Regions from separate parts of the Danio rerio genome. Here region 2 is linked to region 1. The links are chromatin contacts, called in public Hi-C maps. All regions are on one chromosome and are shown on one strand. Each heading gives the region's core, a stretch centred on a gene start, on an enhancer-like site or on the middle of the called end of the contact. The rest is flanking DNA. Distances are from core to core; before and after follow the strand shown.

Region 1 (4,586 bases), core at 1,020-3,519:
TCACATTTATAACACATTCAATGCTGAATACACTAGTCTAGCTGAATCTGCCTTTGACTTGATTTGCTCACCAAAGTCTCTGCTTTGTCAGGTGACAGTATGTACATTTAAACAAAATCTGAAACATTTAGTTTCAGTTAGTATTTAACAATAAAACTTTTGAATTTAAATTGTCGATCTCGAATGGATTCCCTTCATTCTCCTTCTCTTCTCAGATAGGATGGCGGGCCAAATCAAAGGTTACCATGAGCCAACTTTGATCCGGGGGCCCTAGTTTGGGCATCTCTTGTTTAGAATGAGTGTGAAAACATTTTTAAAATGACCTAAAAAGAGGAAGTTTAATAGGTAAAAAATTAAGAATATGCTATAAGATATATGTAAGATTTTTATAAATAAAGGATTTTTGAAAGAAGTTTACATTCACCAGAGCTTTATTTATTTAATTTAAATATCACCATTAATAAACTAATTTAAATATATTGTTGGAAAGCCATCATGGGATACATACCAATACAAATGCAGTATCATTCAAAGCAGGGGTGGGCAGTTATTTGCGGGTGGGCCACATTATACTCTGGGAGTTTTAGAGGGCCAATACAGTTCATTTGTTTTCAAAGAAAAAATTCAGTGAAACTATTCAATAAACATTCATACAAACTAAAGTATTTGTAAGATCAGCATCACAATATCACCTTCATATAAATGCCACTGGGTTGTTTGTCTAATTGCTTCACCTTATTTATTTTTTTATAAATTGATTATTTATTCATTCATTTATTCTTTTTTATGTTCAGTAAGAGAATTCTAGCCTAAACAAGTGCACTAAAGTCAGGTTGAATGTGAGGTGGATATGTGATGTAATGATCATCACCGAGAGTGGATCTGTATCTGCATTTAAGGCATTAATCTGAGGTAATTAGTCTACATTTATTACTGTGTGATTCCATGCAAAGTGTGAAGCTGCCTGGTTGGTTCCTATCACATGATTTGTGGTTTCCTCATGGCACTCTGAAATGTTTAAATTTTTTCAACTCACTCCATCTGGAAAACGTGAGCATGACACGGCATGTGCATGCCTTCCTATTTGCACGCCGATCCCGCACGTCTCCATTTGAAATAACGAAACTGAGCACTCAAAAGATGTCTCATGTGAAAGTAATGCAATATCGGACCTACCTACTGCAAGGCCCTGTTTGCGATTGAATTTAAATTAAATAAATACTTTACTTAGGCCGATCAAAGAAGTCCAGCGGGCCGCATGTGGTGCGGGGGCCGTAAAATGCCCAGGTCTGATCTAAAGCAACACTACCATTTTACTATAGTATTCCATTTTCTAGAAGGACAATTCATTAATAAAAAAAAATAATAAAAAAAACAAATAGGTGGTAATCATTGTCGAGCCTCAAAAACTTCAAAAATAGCTGTTACAGCATTAATTTGACTTAAGAAATGTTTAATTATTATAATGTTGTTGATTGTATCGGAGACTCAAACAAAGGTTTGTAATTTTGACAAGCTTTCCCTATTCAGGTATACACGAGCTGTACTTTTATGGCTACTACTTGAATATCAATTTGGCTTGGGCCCAGATGATTGTTAAGTTAAACTCATGCACTTAAAGCAATGGTCTCAAACTTAATTCCTAGAGGGCCACAGCTCTGCATAGTTGAGCTCCAAACCTCTCCAACTCACACCTGTTTAATAGTCTCTAGCAGTCCTGAACACCTTGATTATTTGGATCAGCTGTATTTGATTAGTGTTGGAGCTAAACTTTACAGAGCTGCAGCCCTCCAGGAATCCAGTTTGAGACCTATGACTTAAAGGAATAGCTCAGTCAAAATAAAAGTTCTGTGGTCATTTACTGACTCTCAACCTATTCCATAAAATGGAAATGTGTCCCTTTTGTTGAAGATCTAAGACAACTTAATGGTACACACTGTCTCTCATAGTATGAAAAAATACAATCTATCTTTCAAGTGTCTGTTTAATATCATTAACCAAAATCTTTTCCTTGTGTTCACCAGATAAAGGGAAACTAGTGTGATATAAATAATGACATTATTTAAGTCTCAGTTCTGGTACCTGTTACCCACTCTTGGTACTAACATAAACACACCATAGCTGGGTGAACAGTAATGTCACAGACTTGACAGAGAGAGTGATGTTCACTGATGACTCTCAGATGTGTGGATGGGGGAACAGTGGGTGTTGTTTTAGGACACAGCGATCCTCTATTGCGTAGGCAGCTGGAGACGGGATGGAAAATTGTTTCCTCTTCTTCACATCTTTTGACAAGGAGAGCGTAATCACTTTTCTCTGCTCTCTGGCTCAACCTCACACTCGCGCCAAGTGCGAGTCTCTCTCACCATCGTTCACTGCTATCTCTCTATCGGGATGAACCCAATGTGAGCTGCAGGACAACAGCTCCTCTCTTCTAGCCGAATTGGCTCTTTGAAGATATCGAGCACATGTTTCTATTTAGTGTATTCCCACTACACAAGCCATGTTTGCACACAGGCATTTACCCACAAAGCCCACATGTCATTCTTCATATCCTCCCAGTGTAAATATTTAGGTTGATCTGCAATCCTCCCCTCCTCTTTTTCCATACAGCACGTCTTCCCTGCTTTAATATATATATATGACAACAGTGCTTTTGTCCTTCTAGAGTACAGTACTGGAATTTTTAACAAGAAAAATTTGGTCAAAACATTAGGCTTTTCTACTATAGCTGCCTATAGTTTTATTTCCATTAAGTTGTTAGGGGCTATTTACACTGGACACATCTTTGCATCTTTAAATGTGAGATGTTATGTTTAGGGATGGTTTTAAAAAGCACTTTCTCTGCCATGCTAAAGTTTAAAAACATTTATTATGCCAACTTGCTACTGTAAACAGAAGTTTGCATTGCTTGCCCTGTCTCTGAGATCTTCTAATTATAGTGGTTTGAAAAATTCGTAATATGTTTATTCCGTCTTCTTCTGAGACTAATTTCTACATGCAGCTCCTTCTAAACCGTTCAAGCTACAAACACCAAATTTTCTCCAGACCTTCAAACTGGTCTGACTCGTGTTGCTACATCTTTTCCAACTGATCCGACTTATGGTATTCAGAAAACTGACTCAAAAAATTCAGAAAAGTTCCATTGACCTAACATTGGACCAAACTTTATGACCTCATAACTTTTACGCTACACTGTCATACAGACTAAAGGTTGGGTTAATTTAACTCAGATTACCAATATGAAAATCACTGATGACCTTTCAACTTACTAGCCACACTTTAGCAACCCCTTACGGCACCCTAGCAACTGTCATTGCCTTTACATTGGACATACTAACAACATACCAATCCATCCTAGCAATGTACCAATCCATACTAGAAACATACTAACAACATACCAATCCATACTAAAAGCATACTAATCCATACTAAACAAACCTGCTAACATATATGTAGTTATCTATCTACTGTATGCCACCTGTTTCAAACTTTTTAAAAGCTTTTACTCAAGTCACCATAAAGTTAGTCTACGAACTTTATTTTTCTAGTTGGTCCAATGCATTGCAAGTAGCATTGATGAGGGGCTTCAAAAGACATGATTGTAATGGTCATGCACATCCATCAAGCATGTGCATTGGAATAGAAACCCTGTTTTGTGTGAATGGCCTCTTTAAACAGGTGGCACACCGCACCATGATACATCTTTGCATTGTTTTCTATACATTACTAAGCAAAGCCAACAGACGCCGAATTGTGGTACCGGTGTGCATAACCTCATAGAAAACAATGTTTACAATTCTAAATCATATGGATTACTGTAATACTAATTACCTAGTACCCTAAGTAATCAAGGCAAGTATAATGGAGTCAAATTGGTGGAACGTTTACTATGTCAGAGTTACGTTTTGTGTAGTGGATTCCTGGTCCAAGAGCTATATCAAACTATATGGGGAGACATTAAATGGTAATTATAAATGTTTACAAAGCAATGTAATATTTTTGAAAATAATGATTGTAAAACACACACACTCACACACACACACACACACACACACACACACACACACACACACAAATATATATATATATATATATATATAATGTATATCCATGCCTAATACCAGATGTTAAGAATTTTTTATAATTTTTAATTTTTTATAAATTGTTAAAAGTTTGGTATTTGTGATGAAGCAAGCCCAGAGACTGATTATGATTACATTATGATTTTATATAAAATTCACTATAATGTGTGATTAAAAAGTGGTCATAAACAAATATTTTCTCAATTCAAATCAGTAGCGGCTTGGACCCAGAAACAGTATTTCATATGTCACAGATACGTCATGAATTACCAAGCAGATTAGACAAATACATTTTCATCTCCCATTATTCCCATTTACCCATTTTCTCAAAAGGCCGAAGCCATCTTAAGCGAGCATACTTTTGCTTTGTGAATCAACATTTTTAATTAGAATTTTTAATCAATTTGCCATTTCTGTCACGTGTTGATCATGCAATACTTTGAAATGAGCATGAACTTAGAATGACGGAAACCCAGCTTGATGTTCACTGTACTAACAAAA
Region 2 (4,586 bases), core at 692-3,191, 110 kb before region 1:
CTAATCATCTGACTTCAATATAACATGACCTGAAACTGACAAGGCATCAAAGCTAAGAAAAACTTCCCTGTGCTTCCCCAGCTGCCTGCTGTCACAGTGTCGTGCTTGTGCACAGCGTCTGCAGGATGCCTGATAAGGGTAAAGTTTTATTTTGGGATCTGCAGGGTAATGCTGTGTCATTAAAGCCACTGTAGTTAGTGGCGGACTGGGGCCCTCGCTGGTCCCGCGTTGGGTGGATCTGAGAAGATCTGTGCACAAGAACATATCTGAGAGCTTGGGTTCTTCGCTAGCTTTGATGTGCACAGTGTGGTTTATTCTAGCCCTTCTTTCTAAACCAAACCTCCCGCTGTAACTTACTTTCTCATTTTTATATTTCTCAGCACAGGGGGTCTAAATTAAAGGATCCTGGATGAGCCAAAGGGACATTTCTCTCCCCAAGATCTGTTTTCTCTTCTCCTTTTTCTCAGTGACCCACACATCCTACCACAAACTTCTCCTTTTTTGTTCTTGTTAACTGTGTGTGTGTGTGTGTTTATTTTCAACAGTGCATCAGTCAGAAGGAAAGAAAAACAGATGTTTTTAGTTTCTGTCAAACATCTGTCGTCATGGAACGTTTACCATTGGATTGTTCGGTTTCTTGTATTTTTACACAGAGTTTGACCCCCGTACCCTTGTTGATCTTTCCTTGGCTTTCTGTCAGAAACATTTGCATTAATTCAACCTCAGCCACACATTACCATGCACAACGCCTTACCTAATGTATGGCTCAACTCAGCTTTTTTACTTTTCTTCTTAAAGTCAACTGGAGGGCATCAAAACTGCTAGCTCTCTAACATCAATCATGGATCACATGGTCAAACTTAATGGCAGCTTATGCATAATTATCATAATTACAACAGTTTCAGTCTGTTGTTCCCCCTATGTGGTTCAGTGATATAGCATTTTTTCCGGTTTATTCTACAATAGTTTTTTTGTTTTCTGAAACATTTCATTTGCTGTCAAGATCAGTGTTTTTGTTCTTTTCAAACAGATTAACCTTATAAAAACTTTTTTTTTTCATTCATATGATTACATAATTACTTAAGTTACGTAGTTAAAAGTGTATAAAAGTATTTTATTTTACTTAGATGCACAGGGATTATTTGTTTTGATTTTTTTTAGTGCCTTAACTTAATACTTTTTATTTCAATCAATGCAATCAAAGAATATCACCAATATGTTGGTGAAACATAAAATTATATCATTAGGTTATAATTTAATTTTATTATGTCGTCAAGCAGTTTTGACATGTTTATCCTGCAATACTTTGTTTTTGTTTTCTGAAAAGTTTCTTAAGATTTTTAAAGAGTTTTGGTATAGTTGGGCAATTGATAAGTTCCCAAATCTAATTAATTGTTTATTGATATTTCTTTTATTTTTTCAAAAAGTAGTTTTGACCTAAACTTATTCTACAAAACCTTTTTTGTTTGTTTTCTGAAAAGTTTCTTAATATTTTAAAGGGTTTTGGAAAAGTTAGGCAATTAATAAGCTGCCAAATCTAAATAATTGTTAATTAATACTTCTTAATTTTTTTTCACAGTGCTGTGAATATTTGAAAACTTTGATCTAAAAAAGTCGCTTTGTTCATTAATGAGACGCTAAATATTTAAATGAGACTTTAAAAGGACTTTTTAAACCTCATTATTTGTCAGCGTGTAGCCTACATCGTCTACCACCTTGAAGAAACTCTCCAAACCACCTTGTGGTTTCGCACAGCCACGAGCGTTTGACGAGCCCGTGTGGCTGTGGGCGCTTGTGTTTCCCTCGCTCGCCTTTTTATAGCGTAACTGCGGGACTAGTGGCTGGTCTTTAATCAGAGACTGGAGAGGCGGGCCGAGGTGCTGACTGTAATGCGATAGCTGCGCCCGTCCTTAATGCTATTACATCCACATGCTGCTGCCGCGCAAGACTCAGCGCTCAAACGCAGAGACGCGCAGTGCCAAAGAGACAGCGCGCGGAGGATCTCTATCCCAAGACTTCAGTCACGGACCCACTGTACGGAAGACCACATCCGAGCTGCCTTTCTCTGATAGTGTTTCTCATATGCGAGTTATAGAGCGCTTGGTGGTGGATTCTGAGGCGACAAGATCGGGAAAACGCTCCATGTCACTTGGGTTGGAAGGCGAGAGAACGCGCGGCTCACCTCACTCCTCGTTCACTCGCGCGCCGCTGTAGCTCGAGGAAATCAAGCCAAAATATGTTTTCGCTCTGAACTCTGGCTTTTAAAGAGAAAGCGGTTTAGCCTTTTTTGTTTTGTTTGCGTTGCTTTTGTTTAGGATACAACCGGAGATGTTAAACAGCCTGGGTTGAATTTACGCATCCAGCATTTTGAAGCACACCGAGAAATCAAGCGGAAGATATTGTAATCGGACTCAAAGACACAAGTGGATACAACATCAGTGGAGAAGAACATTTACAAAGAACATCACAAGAACTTCAGCTTTTTCCTCTACGCGCGCTGGGTGAACATTCACCCAGGAAAGATGGATTTATTCGCAAAGCTCTGTGGATCTTTACTTGTCTTGTGTGCGGCATTAGTTTATGGACAGGAGGGTAAGTTCTTGTTTTTTTATATTTTCTCTTTTTTTAGTTGTATTTGTCAGTGCAGGTTCGAATTCACGCTTATGTTTTTACGTGACAATGTAGTAGGCATATAAGCTGTGTATTAAATTATTCATAATTATAGGCATTTATATTGAATTTTGACTAGGTATATTTTCGTACCTAACTGTCAGACAAAAAACGCCAAAATGTGCAACATTTAACATTTATTATTAACCCTGGCTGGAAAATGAGGAAGAAGTAAACTAGCAAACTGAAAGGACGAGCCTCTCGTATTCTAGTTCCAGTTTGTTTTAGTGTGATTTTGGTGAAAGCTCATCTCGTGCGCTGGCAGTCTCCTGCCCGCTGGAGGTGACGCGCGCTCGGCATGAGCACCCACAAACGCTACGCTTCATACTGTACTCCACTATGCTTTCCAAACACCAGTTTTGCATTTTAAATAACTATGTAATATGATTTCTTGTTTTGTTTTTAAGAATAGATTTTTTTCTTCAAAAACGCACATATGAACTCCTGAGTAAATTACGCAGTAGATTCCCTCCGCAATACGATTGGGGTCCAAAATTAAGCAACTTGTCACCTAAACCCTCAAACGTATGATATATATATATATATATATATATATATATATATATATATATATATATATATATATATATATATATATATATATATATACCTCCTAATCTACAAAGTCGTAACCCATCATTTACGGTGTTTTTCCAGTCATGGTGTTCTCGTGTCATGGTTACTTAGTCTTGACGACTGTATTTGTGCAGCCGCGGGCACATGAAGCACCTCCAGTGACTATCATGAAGAGGATCAGCGCAGATACAGAATGTAACAAACATTTTGGCCAATGGGCTATATAAATGGTACATACGTTTAAACATAAGCTATAAGTTGATATTTTCATATGTTAATGACCTGGTTTGACATTTTTGCACTAATTGCTGATGATTCTCATTTTGGAAGACAGATTTTCATGCTGAGAGTTTTACTAGCGGGATTTATTATACACTGTCTGACTGATAACTCAATTTTACCAAATATACACTGAGGCATCTATTAACAGAAACAAACTAAGTAACGGTCGCACATGTTCGCAGTTCTGGTGGGAAGCTACGTGTGGCTTTTATAAACGATTTTAAACTTGCGTAAAATAAGTTATTTTTCACGGATTCCCTGTGATTTCTTGTTTCAATTTTAAGAGAAAACTAATGCTAAACAGTTTCAAGGGGACTTTTAAAGGGCCTTTTTATTGTGGTGGTAGTCCACACGTCTTTGTGACAATACGTATGACTAGTTTTATGTTTATCATTATTTCAAACTCATTTTTCTAGAGTCTTTATTATATATCTCAAAAGGAACTACACCCAATAGCTATAAATATGACAATACGAAATAGTTAAACAGCCTTACTAAATATTTTTTAAAGTACTTTTGCTGAGTAGTTATGGAAATAACATGAATAATATAAATTGAGTCATTTCCCGGTCAGAACACATGAGATAACCTACTTAAAGCGGGATTTGTTCACTCAAATATAAATATTGTGTCATCATTTACTGACGCTAATTTTGTTTGAAACTGCCTTCTGTGGAAAACAAAAGGAGGCAAATGGTTTAGGATTGACAGTTTCAGTCACCATTCACTTCTGTTCCATCTTTACTTCAGACAAACAAAGTGAGTGAAGACCTCCAAATGTGTCCCTTTGTGTTCCACTGAAAATCCCGAAGGGGTATAAACATAGACACAAGTGTCATTTTGGGGAACACTGTTTCATTTAAGCTTTGTTCTTAAACTTTTTTGTCTCTTTTGACATATTTTTCCACAAGTAAAGTCCTTTTGGACTAGCATTTGCTTAATTTTTCAACCAAATGTCGATGGAAGTACTGCCAGACTCAACAGATCTGTGTTGGGATCTGCACCTGATCCAAGAGAGAGCTCTCCACGGGGGTCTTTCTAAAAGCCCAGCTATCTCT

What was found. Hi-C and Micro-C count contacts between places; a contact is called where the count stands out from the background.
Region 2: a contact with region 1 is called in a Hi-C map of an unstated tissue, with 2.7 times the contacts expected there. The contact joins the promoter of nrp2b here to the enhancer-like site in region 1. A contact is called at or near these places in 2 of 18 Hi-C or Micro-C datasets (caudal fin and an unstated tissue) and 1 of 4 datasets of contacts at active chromatin or transcription factors (embryo).

Annotation. Positions count from the first base shown.
Region 1 is chr9:14,578,069-14,582,654 of GRCz12tu, reverse strand. All of the region lies in intron 10 of nrp2b (neuropilin 2b), which reads left to right. Among named protein-coding and RNA genes, the nearest start is that of abcb6b, 66 kb to the right of the region's middle. Within about 2 kb of position 2,269, at least 3 of the 62 cell types and tissues checked have an H3K27ac peak or open chromatin away from gene starts, as enhancers often do.
Region 2 is chr9:14,683,272-14,687,857 of GRCz12tu, reverse strand. nrp2b (neuropilin 2b) reads left to right here and starts at 1,941. Exons shown (of 17, transcript NM_212966.1): 1 at 1,941-2,592. The coding sequence starts at 2,523.